Linked DNA regions of Mus musculus: region 2 is linked to region 1. A link is a contact called in public HiChIP or PLAC-seq data. All regions are on one chromosome and are shown on one strand. Each heading gives the region's core, a stretch centred on a gene start, on an enhancer-like site or on the middle of the called end of the contact. The rest is flanking DNA. Distances are from core to core; before and after follow the strand shown.

The links. HiChIP or PLAC-seq counts read pairs in DNA pulled down with a chosen protein or histone mark.
Region 2: a contact with region 1 is called in a CTCF HiChIP or PLAC-seq map of CD8 T cells, with 8 read pairs. The contact joins the enhancer-like site here to the promoter of Ttc5 in region 1. A contact is called at or near these places in 2 of 39 promoter capture datasets (macrophages and pre-B cells), 1 of 15 datasets of contacts at CTCF or cohesin (CD8 T cells), 1 of 484 Hi-C or Micro-C datasets (female germline stem cells), 1 of 115 datasets of contacts at active chromatin or transcription factors (embryonic stem cells) and 3 of 9 other capture datasets (adipose tissue, liver and pancreatic islet).

What each region holds. Positions count from the first base shown.
Region 1 is chr14:50,782,361-50,789,451 of GRCm38.p6, forward strand. Ttc5 (tetratricopeptide repeat domain 5) reads right to left here and starts at 3,160. Exons shown (of 10, transcript NM_001080949.2): 1 at 3,078-3,160. The coding sequence starts at 3,128. Ccnb1ip1 (cyclin B1 interacting protein 1) reads right to left here. Exons shown (of 4, transcript NM_001111119.1): 4 at 6,889-7,091.
Region 2 is chr14:50,821,593-50,828,683 of GRCm38.p6, forward strand. Tep1 (telomerase associated protein 1) reads right to left here. Exons shown (of 55, transcript NM_009351.2): 50 at 5,464-5,607; 51 at 5,221-5,317; 52 at 3,464-3,569; 53 at 3,140-3,357; 54 at 2,913-3,017; 55 at 2,469-2,698. The coding sequence ends at 2,576. Among named protein-coding and RNA genes, the nearest start is that of Gm52116, 11 kb to the right of the region's middle. Within about 2 kb of position 2,684, at least 75 of the 459 cell types and tissues checked have an H3K27ac peak or open chromatin away from gene starts, as enhancers often do. A contact at or near this core is called in CD8 T cells and adipose tissue, where this site is marked.

The DNA.
Region 1 (7,091 bases), core at 1,910-4,409:
AGTGGCACTACTTGAAAGGATTAGGAGGTGTGGCCTGGTTGGAGGAAGTGCATCACTGGGAGTGGGTTTTGAGGTTTCAAAAGCCCAAGTCGACTCGAAGTCTCTCTCTTCCTGCTGCCTGCAGATCTGGACGTAGAACTCTCAAATACTTCTCCAGCACCATGTCTGCCTGTGGGCCACCATGCTCCCCACCATGATAACAGACTATGAAACCATAAGTCAGCCCAATTAAATGCTCTTTTTAAGAGTTACTGTGATCACGGTGTCTCTTCACAGTAATAGAACAGTAACTAAGATGGGGGTGGGAGGTGAGTACTGAAAAATAGACTTTTAAGCTCTGTTATCTCACAGATATAGCATGCATAAGGCACTCTGAGTCTCATTCCCAGTACCAACAAAAAACAAAAAAGCAAACAAACAGAAAACAACAAAAACCACTACACCCAAAATAAAACAGCACTTGTTTTTTTGTTTGTTTGTTTGTTTTCTTTTTTAAGTATCCATTATTTTTTCACATGCTGATAAATGAAAAATACATGGCCTTTCTAACTGTGACAAACCTGTAAGGAAGGCCTTGTTTTCCACAACAAAGCAACCAACTTGAACTTGGTGACCTTGGTATTTTGGGAGAACTTTGAGAGGTTTTTCTTGTTTACTTGGGGCATCTTCTGATTCTCTTGCATTTTTTTCTCAAGCAAATGTTAAATGCTTCTAAGCACTCATGATCAACTCCATAGAAGCTGAGATGTCAACTTCTCAGAAAGGCTTGCCCTATTATCCTACTTTGCTTTCACTTCCATGATAAAAGAAGAAAACAAGAAACAAAAGACAAACACTTTGGGGAGGAAAGGAAAGCCTCCAAATTGTCAGCCTTCAGGGGATGTCACAGCAAGGCTGGACCCTGGAGGCAGGAAATGAAGCAGGTCCAGGAGGACTGATGCTCACTGATCTGCTTTTCAGGCTGGTCAGCCCTGATGTTTTCCCTGCATGTACGTCTGTGTAAGGGTATTGGATCCCCTGGAGCCATGTGGGTGCTGGGAATTGAACCTGGGTCCTCTAGAAGAGCAGCCAGTGCTCTCTCAACCATTTAGCCATCTCTCCAGCCCCCATCAGCCTGCTTTCTTAAACAGTCCAGGACCATTTGCCCAAAGATGGTACTGCCCACAGCGGGCTGAACCCTCACACATCATCAATCATTAATAATAATAATTTTTTAAAAATGCTCACAGACCAAATGAGACATTTTCTCAATTGAGGTTCAGTCTTCTCAGATGATCCAATTTGTGTCAAGTTGAAAAAAAAAAAAAAAACAACTAACTAATCAGCACACTTCCTAGAGCAGCAGTTCTCCGCCCTGGGGGTGGAGACCTCTTGGAGATTGACCCCTCTCACAGGGGTCACATATCAGAGATTCTGCACATCAGATATTTACATTACTATTCAGAACAGGAGCAAAACTACAGTTATGAAGTAGCAACAAAAATAATGTTATAGTCCTGATCACCACAACATGAGGAATTATATTAAGGGGTCACAGCATTAGGAAGGTTGAGGACCGCTGACCTAAACCTAATTAGTGCCTTCCTCTCCTCCTCTCTAGTTAATCACACTTTTTTTTTTCCAAAATGCCTATCATTTTAAATGATATGGCCTATTCATTCATTACTTTCTGAAATGGCTGATGTAAGTTCCATAATGGAAAGAATTTCTTGTTGATTAGGGCTATACTTAATCACTAGAACAAGGGCTGGGTCATGATCAACTCACATTAAATACAGTGGTTAAATTAACTAATGTAGTGCCTATGTTATTAACAAATTCGTATGCATAAGTAAAGTCCTACCCTGATAAAAACAATAAGCTGACACCTTCTTTATAAGTATTTCTTAACTTTATGTATATTATTCCCAGGAAAAACAGGTCCTGAAGAGACTGGTTTCAGCACATATATAAAGTCAGCATGCTCTACTCTGTTCTATAATAATAATAAAATGGTCAACATGATCTGTGGAACACAATTTGTGGAATTTTTAAGAGAGTTCTAAGCAACAGTCACAGCCAGTTTCTTTTTGTCATGCAATGAGCATGGCTGTAAAGTTAAAGGAAAGTGTTATTGTTGTGTTTTAGTCGTTTTGATTTTGCTGAACAAACTTCTGTGGTGGCAACAGCAACACAAATGAGTTGTTAATGAATAGGAAAGTGTGAAAACAGGAAGTGATTCACGGCCACTCCAAATAGCCTCAAGGACAACACCATTCTGCATAACGTTTTGTATTTCTTTCCTATGCATACAAATGTACAAAGTGCATCCAAAGTCTCGCTGCCGATAGGATTAAAAATCTGACTTCTGCCAATCCCACTAAGGAATAGTTAACCAAAGTCCATGTTCTGAGTGTTCTTTTAACTCCCACAAGAAACAAAGAAACCTAATCAATGCTTTAAATTTTGTTAGATTTGGTGGCTCAGGCCTTTCATCTCACCACCTGCGAGGCAGAGACAAGTAGATCTTTAGGAGTTCGAGGCCAGCGTGGCCTGTAAAGCCAGTTCCAGGCGACCCTGATTCAAAACAACAAACAAAATTGCTAGAAGTGTATCTAGTTTAAATGCAAGGATGTCTTCGACCACAAACTAAGTTTCGGAGGCTTAAAGAAAATCTTAACTATTAAAAACAAAAATAAAAACGCATACTTGAAGGAAACTCCTCTCTGCCTTTCCACAATAGTCACCTGGGGAGTGGGTGGGGTTAAGAGATTAACTCGACAAATCCGAAAACCAACAACCAGGGCATCTGTTCTGCAGTCTATTTCTGAGTGTGGCCAAGTTCAATGCAGAAAGATGCTAAAGAAATGGCTGCTGCTGTGGAGCACAAACAACTCGGTTAACAGTCGGCAGCCACCTGCCACTCCGCGTACAAAGCTACTTGTTACCGAGGAAACCCGGTGGGCAGACTCCCTCCGGGCGCCCACCGAGCAGCCCTCAGCACCGGCTGAACCGCCGCACTCCGCCGCCCGGGCCCTGACCACTGCACTTCCTCCTTTCAGAGCAAGGAGCCAAAAGATTTTAACTCACAGCCTCACCTGCAATTTCTGCAAGACGTGCTTCGCTTCTTCCTCTTCATCAGCCATCATCCCAGCCGCTCTCAGCGTCTCCTCCCCCAACTTTTCAACCACAGAGACTCAGCCATGCCTACGCTGAAACCACAGCGACCCCTGGGGCTCCGGAGGCCCATCTGCGCCTCAGAGACACAGCTACAACCCAACTTAATCCAGAACTTGGTGTCTCAAAGATGCCCTAGAACTGCTTTGGGGTTTTGTTTTGCTTCTTTTTATTGCGACAGAATCTCACCCACCAAGTAGATCAGATTGGCCACGTAGATCAACGTGGCTATGTTGTCCAGGCTGGACTTTTGCCACAAACCCTCAAACTGGGATAACAAACACCTGCTGAGTTTGTGATCACTTTCGGTTTCATAAATAAATTTCCTAGTTTTATAATTCCCTTCCCAAATTCTGGAATCAAAATGTTCTTAAATTAATTCCATTCATTTTTTTGTTTTGTTTTGTATATTCTTGTCCTTTTTTACATCACTCTTAGAAAGCAAGGCCGACTATGAAAGTATGCATGTCAGGTGGTATTTGGAAGAGAACTCCCTGCAAGGGAACTTGTCTGAATATATACCAACTGAAGATATCTGCACGTGTAATTTTTAGCTTTTTAATGTATGATCCTAATAAGTCTACTATGTTTGAGGCTGGCATGCCACCATACTGTACATTAATAATGTTCTCATGTTTATTATTTCTGTAATAAACCATCTCTGAAGAGAGAAACAGGGATTGAGAACTGCAGGTGACTTGAGAAGTCTTCTCAGTGTATTTTCCATTTTTTACCTTGAACATGAATTGCCTATTCAAAAATGAAAAATTTAAACCTTCTGTTTGTTTGAGACAGAGTCTGATATATCCCAAGCTGGCCTGGAACTTGCTATGTAGCCAAAAATAACCTTGAATCCCTGATCTTCCTGCAACCACTTCCAAGTGCTTGGATTATAGACATTCGTTACCCCTGGTTTTTAAGTTTTGAGACACGGTCTCACTATGTAACCTCAATTGTCTGAAAGTCTGTATGTAGATCAGGCTGACCTCGAACTCAAGGAGTTCCTCCTGTCTCTGCCTTCTAAGTCCTGAGATTACAGACAGGCATCACCACATCCAACCACAATCTTAAAACTTTTAAAATTCCTTTGCTAAAAAAATTATCTCTGCAAAAAGACATTAAACACCTCCAAATGCTTCCAAAAAGACTGTGCAGCAGAGACAAAGAAAAAAAGTGATCATTTCCTGAAGTGGAAATTTCTGGAGACTCAGGTCATAATGCTTTGCTGGGGCAGACAGGTGAAAGGATGTTTGGCTGAAGCAGACACAGGTGAGAGGATGTTTAGCTGAAGCAGACACTTGAGAAAGAATATAAATATGATCCCACAGACAGTGAGTGGGACAAGGCTTGTGCTTTGGCTCATCTTGCACCTCGCTAGTCTCAGTTGATAGCGCTCTAGGCCTTGCACCACCTTGCTGATCTCTGCTTCTCACTGATCTTAACAGAGAGTAACTCACCCAAGAACTTCTCATGATATTCCGACGGCTTCTTGCCATTTCCACAGACTCCACACCGACCCAGCAGAGCCTCTCAGTTTATTCTGAATCCAGCTACAGCTGCTGAACTCGTATGTGGTGTCTGCTGAGTGGATGGAACTGCATCTGCTGATTGGTGTGTGGTAGTTTGCTAGTAGAGTGAACTGCTGATAATGCTGACAACAAAGATTGGAATCACCCAAAGAACTCTTTCTAAACTAAACAGGTCCACTTCCCGTGTCCTAATAACCTTTCTTTTGCATGACCTCTGGTGGGTGGGAGGCTAGAAGTGAAGTTAAAGAATTTAAGGACCCTTATTAAAGTACGTTTTGAAAAAAAAATCTAAGCCTACAATTCCCTCTGCTTTTTTTCATGCCTTTAAAAGAGCCCACAATGGGGCAGTCGAGATGGTGCAGTAGTTAAGAGCACTTGCTGCCTTTCCAGAGGATCCAGGTTCAGTTCCTAACACCCACATGGCAGACCACAACTGACTATAATTCCAGTTCTAAGCTATCTGACACACTTACACAGGCATACATGCATGCAGGCAAAAACACTAATGCACATAAGGTAAAAAAAAAAAAAAAGAAATCATAAAAAATGAAAAGCCTGACATGCAAATTAAAATTAACTTTTTTAAGAAACATAATATTCCTGACAGTTTATAATTAAATTTTTTTCAAATTTACCCTACTTATATTTCAAACTGTTCAAGATGCCTATTTCCTTATATTTTTCCAACAAAATTGAAAAATCTCATAGAAAGAATATTTCTTAAACTATAATCTAAAATCTTTTTACTAGCTATAAAATATGTATTTTCACTTATTGGTCTTGGTGTTAGGTGCTTCAGGGAGGTAGGCAATGCCATCAAGGGGCAATCATCTCAACCAAGCTTTCTGCCCTGTGCAGAAAGGCGACTAGGGAAGCAAGACTGGCAAGCCCCACACTGTGCCATGCAAGATGACAAGTCACTGTGTCTCTGTTGGTGCATCTTATCCCTGCTCCCAGAGGCACTGGCATGTCTCTGCTCCTGTCCCCAAGAAGCTCATGATTGCTGGCCAGTATTGATAACTGCTACCCATCAACCAGGGGCTGTACTTGCCACCATGGACAACTTTGCCAAGGCCACCATTGATGCCACCTTTAAGACCCACAGCTACTGTGGGTCTTGCCCCCACCATCCCCAACCTCTGGAAACAGACTGTCACCAAGTGTCCTTATCTGGCAAAATTCACTGACCATCTCCATAGTAAGCTCAGGCCTGAAAAATAATAATAATAATGTCTCCACAAAAACAAAGCTAGAAAGGTTAACTCCGTCTCACACTGGTGTATGTGGAGGGAAAACCCTTGGAATCCAGTTACTGTTCGCCCTCTAGTGGAACACTAATTGAATGTACTAACTAGGCACAATTACCCTATAAGTCAGAAATAGTACTTGATAAAGAAAAACTGTTTAAAAGCATTAATATACCTTCTTATAGTCAGCAGCACTAGTATAGGAATGGCTTGATAAGTTCTGATTAAAGTTGACCTTCACAAATCTTTCACCTAATCTGTAACCATGTTAATGTGCTTTGAGGTCATTTCTAAGTAGGAACCACTCGTACTTTATAGTCAACCTGTTCAGAATTGACTGAACCAAGAGAACACTGTAGAGTCAGTCTTACTACACTCTGGACCTCCAGTGCATCTCCGGGCTCACCTGAATTCACAGCCTTAGCAATGTTCTGTAAGCAAGGCCAGAAAAACAATTTTCTCCCTTATAAGATTTGCATAGAAGACTAAGCAAAAGCTACTTGGTCCTTTTTGGTTTGTATAGGTTCTTGAGACAGGGTTTCTCTGTGCAGCCCTGGCTGTCCTAGAATTCACTCTGTAGACCAGGCTGGCCTCAAACTTAGAAATCTGCTTGCCTCTGTCTCCTGAGATAAAAGTTGTACATCACCACCACTTGGGTCCTCATGACTATATTTGCTGTACAGCTCAATAAAGATGGCCTTTATTCAGCATTTTAGATTAGGTAATTAGAATGCTAGAGACCAAAGTCTTCACACTCTTGTGCACAGGGACACAGATAATTAAAAATAAAAATATGCCGGGTGGTGGTGGCTCACGCCTTTAATTCCAGCATTTTGGAAGCAGAGGCCGGCAGACTTCTGAGTTCAAGGCCAGCCTGGTCTACAAAGTGAGTTCCAAGACAGCCAGGGTTACACAGAGAAACCCTGTCTCAAAAAGCCAAAAAGAAAAGAAAAAAGAAAAAGTAAAGAAGCAGTTTTATTTTGAAACAAATAACAATGAAATCAACAAATAACTTTATCAGTATAAATTATTTTTACATATAAACAATTCATATGCATCAAATTGCACATTCATTCACTGGCATAAGTGCACCTCCAAAACAAAGTAACACAAATGAAAATACATGACTGTTAAAATACATGTTAATGGAAAGCCACCA
Region 2 (7,091 bases), core at 1,434-3,933, 39 kb after region 1:
GCCAGCTGAGAGAGCTGGAGCCCCTGGAGCTGGAGTTACAGGGTCCTGTGATGGTTAATCCTGGGAACCCTAACTCCATCTGAAATCTTAAAACCCAAGCACCTGGGCATGTCTCTGAGGGATTTTCTTGATTGGATCACCTGAGGTGGGAAGAGCCACTCTAAATCTGGGCCTGGTAGCAGCTCCATGAAGGCTACGGAAGAAGGAAGCTTTTACTTTTTGCCTGCTTGCCCTTAGATGTTGTGATAAGTTCATCTATCCTGTTATTGAGGCAGTCTTTGGCCTGCTTCTTTGGAACTCTGATTTGACTGAAGACCAGCAGCAACCTAGGCATTCCCTGGGACTCCAGAACCAGATTGAAACTATCTGAGACATCCAGCCTCGTGGACTGAGCAACCACTGGGTTCTTAGCCTTTCCATTGGAAGACAGCCATTGTTGAACTACCTAGACTGCAATCTGTAAACCCTTCTAAATTTCCTTAAAATGTGGGGGTGGGGTGGGGTGTGTGTGTGTGTGTTCATTCTCTGTTCTGTTATTCCTCTAGAGAATTTTGATAACAAGTCCTCTGCAAGAGTAGAATGTGCTCATAACTGCTAAGCCATCTCCTTAGCCCTCAATCACTTATTTCTTCTGCTATCAGTACTGTCTTCATTTCCAGGAAGTTCCTCTGTATCCCACTGTAGTGACAGGTTACTCTGGATTCTATTCTCTCACAGTATATAGCTTCTCCACTGAAGGACACTAATGAGGGCTAATGCTTTCCCCTGTTAAATTCACTTTTCCCCTGCAAATTGGTGTCTGTTAAATGTTACTGTAGACAGAATACAGGCTCAAAAGATTCACTTTCCCCATCAAAATCCTCTTAATTATACCAGTTCTACAAGATATCCTAATCATCATCAACTGTCAAAAAACTGCATACTCTTTGCCTTAAAACAGATGTTCATGTTTGTATAAATGGCTTCACTGATAAGGATCTAGCCAAATCTACCTACTCTCTTTAAGTATTATACCACTAATACAACTGGCTAGAGAAATGGTCCAGTGGTTACTATAGTGCGCTGCTCTCCAGAGGACTAGAGTTTGGTTCCCAGCACCCATCTCAGGTAGCTCTCAATTTTCCGTACCTCTAGCTCCAGGTCCAACACTGTCTTCTGACCTTCAAGGCACCCTCTTACACACAGAGACATCGACACATAAGTAAAAGTAACTTTAAAAAACGTAAGAACAGATGTGGGTGTTATAAACTTTTCTAAAGAGTACAAGACAGGATCTCACTCTAGATACCCGGCTGTCTCAGAACTGGCTATGTAGGCCAGCATGGCCTAAAATTCAAGAAAAATCCTCCTTCCTTGGCCTCCTAATACAGACTACAGCCATATGCTATGCTTTATAGTAAGGATTACCGAGTCAGGCATGGGATCTCAGACCTTTCATCCCAGCACTCAGGAGGTGAGGAAGGAGTCAGGTAGACCTCTGCGTTCAAGGCCAGAACCTTGTAAGTAAGCAACGTAAATCCATGGCATGATTACTCCACTTGTCAATATGTTGTAAGCTCTATCGACTTCATTTTAGTTTCATTTTTCCTTCCTTTGTTCTTCAAGATAAGGTTTCTCTATATAGTCCTGGCTATCGTGGAACTCCCCCTATAGACCAGGCTGGCCTTGAATTCAAATTCCACCTCCCAAATACCCCTGCCTCTGAACTGGGATTATGAACCATCATGGGCTGACTTCTTTTTAAAGAACACTTTATGAGATTTATTTTTCTTTTATGTATATGAATGAGTGTTTTGGCTGTATGTCTGTGTACCACATGTGAGCATTGCCTATGGAGGCCAGAAGAGGGCGATGGGTTTCCTAGAACTGGAGTTACAGCAAGTTGTAAGCCACCGTGTAGGCACTAAGAATCAAAACCCAGTTCTCTGTAAGAGTGACCAGTGCTCTTAATGGCAGATCCATCTCTCAGCTCCATGAACTTCAATTTGAGGGAGAAATAGATTTGTGATCTCTGTAAGAGTGCCAATTAGTCTACCAATGAATGCTTGCAAGTCAAATGTAAAGTCCAAAGACTCATTCTGCCTTTGGTGCCTGGGTTTCCCACTCTGGCCAGTTAGTTCTGGGGAGAGGGCTGAGTCTGTGACAGGAACCCAGCACAGTCCTAGGTCTATCCGTTTTTTCCTAAATGCTTGCACGTCTACTGACTTTAACTCGCTCTTGTGTCCTTTCATGACCAAACGAGAATTCCTCAGGTCTCTTCAAACTAAGTACTGGCCACCAATAGCCTTCCTTCCTTCTGACAAGAGTGGACCTTAGAACTTAGGCCAGAAAGGGACACAGGAATAGAATCTGCGTGTTAAAGATGCTCATGTTCCTGCAGTTCTCCTTAGATGTTAAATTAGAAAGGAATATCCAGAGCCCTCCCCGTTGATCTAAAATCACCAGCGAACACAATCGGGCATACACTCTAGATCTCTCAACATTTTAGTTTTATAATCTTACTAAGAATATAGACACAGGTGTCTTCAGGCTAGCAGCATCTGTTGACATCATCTTTGTCCTGAGTACTGCATCTTCATTCCCAAGATAGAAAATACAAGTTTCCTTGTGTGTCTCCCACAGCAAGCTGCAGGGGAGAGCTGGGCTCCATCCAAGGTTCCAGACAGCTCACTGGCCCTTCACATCGGAACAAGCCCAGCTGAAACAGGAACAGAAACGGGGGAAGTGAAACTATAGGCCTGAGGTCTCCTTGTTATCTTTCTCTCAAATCAATATCTTAGAAACAGGCCACACCAAGAGAGACTGAGAAAAACAACTTTCATTTCGTTGACACGCCTTAGCCTGCATTCATTTTCTTGCACTAGCCCTTTCTCCGCTTGTGTGCACGTGTGCACACAGAGACCCACACTTACCAGCTGCATACTGGGTCTCTCCCACAGCTTAACATCTCTGTCCTTCGAAGCTGTCACCAGCAATCCCGGAAGCACATGGAGGGCTGTGACAGAGCCCAAGTGGATCTCGGAAAGGAGGGGAACAACATGAGTTCTCAGGGAGACCTTTCACTTACTGAAGCAGCAAAGGCTGCTGCTGAGCCAGATTTAGAACCGCCTCCCTCTATGACCCCTCCCTCCAAGCTCACCTTTTTACACTGCTGTGCCTTTAAATTTGTGGGATCAATCCAGCAATCAATGGAAAAATCCAACTCTGAGTGCGGGGACAACTCTGTCTCCAGAGTCTGAGTTTTAGGTTTTTTTGCTTTTTTCTGCCAAATGTTATCTACGATCCATTCTCCCTCTGAGGTACATTCAGATAAGTTCCACAGCATCCCATCAGAGGTGGCGCACAAAAGGGATGATTCTGCCATTTTAAGAGCAGAGTTAGCCAGGGCTCAAGCCTTGAGGACCCACAAGCCTCCCCTAAGCCACCCCAGAAAGAGCACTCTGGCCCTTCTTCTCCCACTAACCAGACTCAGGTTTGGCCTGAGTGATTGATACTGGGGACCCATTAGGATTATTTAAGTTCAGATTGAAGTCCAGGATCTCTTCAAACTCCCCTGACTCCTTTTGCTCCTGTGAAGGGATAGGTAGAGAGGTAACTTTGTTTAGTTCATGACACAACGCCACTATCAAAGCTCTAAGACAGGATATATATGACACAAAATATTAGTATTACACAAAAACAAAAGACAAAAAACTAAAACCCACCACACCTACAAATAAAATACATGCATCAAGTGAATGCATGTAAGATCTACCCATGCAGTGCCCCTAGGTGGAGATGTGGAACAGTTCTCGATGTTGTTCTCATGCCCAGTCCCAGTTGGTAGGAGAGCCCGAAAGCTGGCAGCAGATTTAAGTGTCTCCACTTATTACAAACTCCACATCAGTGAGATCTCTGTAGTGTGGCCATGTTTGTGACTGGCTTCCTTTGCAGAAGGACATGTCTGTATTTCCCTACTTATCATGTTCTACTTTCTGCTGTCATGCAGTTACATACTGAGAATTGCATGTCCAGGTTGGGCTATGTTGAATTTAGGCTAACACAGACGTGTCTGGGCCTGGCATTTGGGGACTATGTATACTTCTTTCACTTAAGTACATATTTAGGAACAGAATCACTGCTTTCTAGACAGACTTTGTACGTAACTTTAGTAGGTATCCGATTAGGATTTCTTAAAACTTTCCAGAAACAAGAGACCTTAGGAATCTTGGGAATGAAATCTAGCTCTGACAGAATCCCAAACAGTTAAGCATAAAGCATCTGTGAGGTACCTGCACCATGCACCATGACAGAGACACGGTGTAGCCCTTGACCTTAAAATGCTAATACTGACAGAAACCAAAAAAAAAAAAAAAAAAAAAATCACAACTAGGAAACCTAGGAGACAGGCATGGTGGCACAAGCCTTTAATCCCAGAACTAGGGAGGCATATCTCTAAGTTCTAGGCCAGCCTGCCTGCTATATGGAGTGAGTCCCCAGACAGGACAGCAAGAGCTGCACAGAAAGCCTGGAGAGGAGAGATGGCTCAGCAGGTAGGAGCAATTGCCAGCAAGCCTCACAACAGAGTTTGATCTCTAGATCAAACAGTAGAAGAAGAGAACCAACCTCACCAAGTTGTCTTCTAACTTCCACAAACATACTATGGCTTACAAGTGCCCCCCAAACACACACACACACACACACACACACATACACACACACACAAATTAAGATGTAAAAGAGCCAAGCACAGTGTCACTCATCTCTTTGCACTCAGGAAGCAGAGGCAAGCAGATGTCAGTGAGCTCCAGGTCAGTCATGGCTATATAATGAGCCCTTGTCTCAAAACAACTGGAAAGGAGAAGGAAGGAAGGAAGGAAGGAAGGAAGGAAGGAAGGAAGGAAGGAAGGAAGGAAGGAAGGAAGGAAGGAAGGAAGGAAGGAAGGAAAGAGAGAAAAAGAGAGAGAAAGAATGAAAGAAAGGAAGAACGAAGGAGAGAAAGTCCTCCTAGGTGTCTGACTTAAAAAAAACTATACAACTCTGTTTTGCACAATGAAATCTTACATGGAAACTTAGCATCCAAAGATTTAAAGGAGAGTTGCTCTAGGGAAGGGAGATGAGAGCATTGGAGCCACCTGCCTTTCCCTCGCTCGCCTTACACTCCATGGTGGATTCCAAGGTTTAAATCTGTGCATTGGTTCTGCACAGATGGCTGTTGTAACACATCCAAACAGAACTCACCAATATAGAAAGTAATCCGGAGTCCCCCTGCTGCAGGTAGAACAAGCCGTACTCCTTGCTGGTGCACAGTATTGAAGAATGTACTCCATACCTCCTGCTGTTTATAAGAAAGTAAGAGACTGAGCCAGGACTGCCTCTCTTCATGACCCCAGTGCTTTACCCTGAGTCTGACGCAGTCTTGGGGTAACCACAAACCTCTTTTCTTCTTTTTAACACAAGAGGAAAAAGCATTTTAGATCTTACCAGATAGAAGATGGAATAGACCCAGGCTTCATCTCTAGTAATTCCACATCCTCTTTCATCAAGATGAGAGACTGGCCATCAGGGGCCAGACCCAGACCTGTCAAGACTCCCCAGTCCTCCTGCAGAACTCTCTTCAGATGAAGACTGTAGTGCAGAAGACACACACAAAACAGAGAAGGATACTTCTTAACCTAACCTTTCAGACTCTCAAGGACTTCTCATGAATGAAGTATAACGCACAAGGACTGCCCTGCCCCAGATATCCTGTTCCTAACCATCAGTGTGCATGCTTGTTTGCTCTTGTACTGGGATCAGACCCAGAGCTTCTGGCAGGATTAAGACAAGCACTCTAGCACTGAGCTATATATATTCCCAACACCCGTCTTTCTTATCAAAACATCTTCCATCATTCTCCCTTACTTGCTCAAAAGGAGATTCTCTAACATTGCTGTCTTTTGCTTCCATCAGTAAGTTCTGCGGATGCTTCCTTGTGCAACAGGACCCCAGATCTTAGTGGTCTCCAGACCTCAGCACCACTCCATAATGGCAGTGCCATTTAGGCCAGGAAACTCGTCATGTAAACCGCACCATCATCCTGATAAGCCCCTAGACGCCGAGACCAAGGAACTTTGCTTCTTGCCTTGTTTGACTACTTTTTTTTAAATCTAAGAACTGACTCTACCTGGGCGTGGTGGCGCATGCCTTTAATCCCAGCACTTGGGAGGCAGAGGCAGGTGGATTTCTGAGTTCGAGGCCAGCCTGGTCTACAGAGTGAGTTCCAGGACAGCCAGGCCTACACAGAGAAACCCTGTCTCGAAGAAGAAGAAAAAAAAAAAAAACACTGAACTGATTCTATTCTTTGTATGTACCTAGAATGATATAAAGCAGACTGGAAAAAAAATAAAAACAAAAATAAAACAAACAAAGAAACAAAAACCACCAAATCCACCACAGCTTTAGCACTGGCTGGAATCATTTTATAATGTTGTCTAATTGTTTTTTTTCTTTGAATCCTTCCTCCCTCCCTAGAGACCCTGCTGACTGACTGAGCTGGCTTGGTCAATAAAGCCAGGTGGTGGCTGGCACATGCTTTTCATCCCAGCATTTAGGAGGCAGAAGCAGGTGGATCTCTGAGTTTGATTCCAGCCTGATCTACAGAGCAATTTCCAGGATATCTAGGAGTACACAGAAACTCTGTCTTGAAAAACAAAAACAAAACAAATAAATAAAAACAATTCATTGATACCACACTGTCTGGCCCAGAACTTGTCACCAATAGGCATTTAAGAATTATTCATGGGGCTGGAGAGATGGCTCAGAGCTTAAGAACACTGACTGCTCTTCCAGAGGTCCTAAGTTCAATTCCCAGCAACCACATGGTAATTCACGACCATCTGTCATGGGATCTGATGCCCTCTTCTGGTGTGTCTGAAGATACCTACATTGTACTCATAAATAAAGTAAATAAATGTTTAAAAAAAAAACCTTTGATCCCCAGAACCCATATGCTGGTAAGGTGAGCCAATTCCCTCAGATTGTTCTCTGACCTCCGAATACACAGGTGAGGACTATAAAGGCACTACTTTGGCTAACCTCCCTCAGACTACTCAGTTCCATGGGTGCTATCA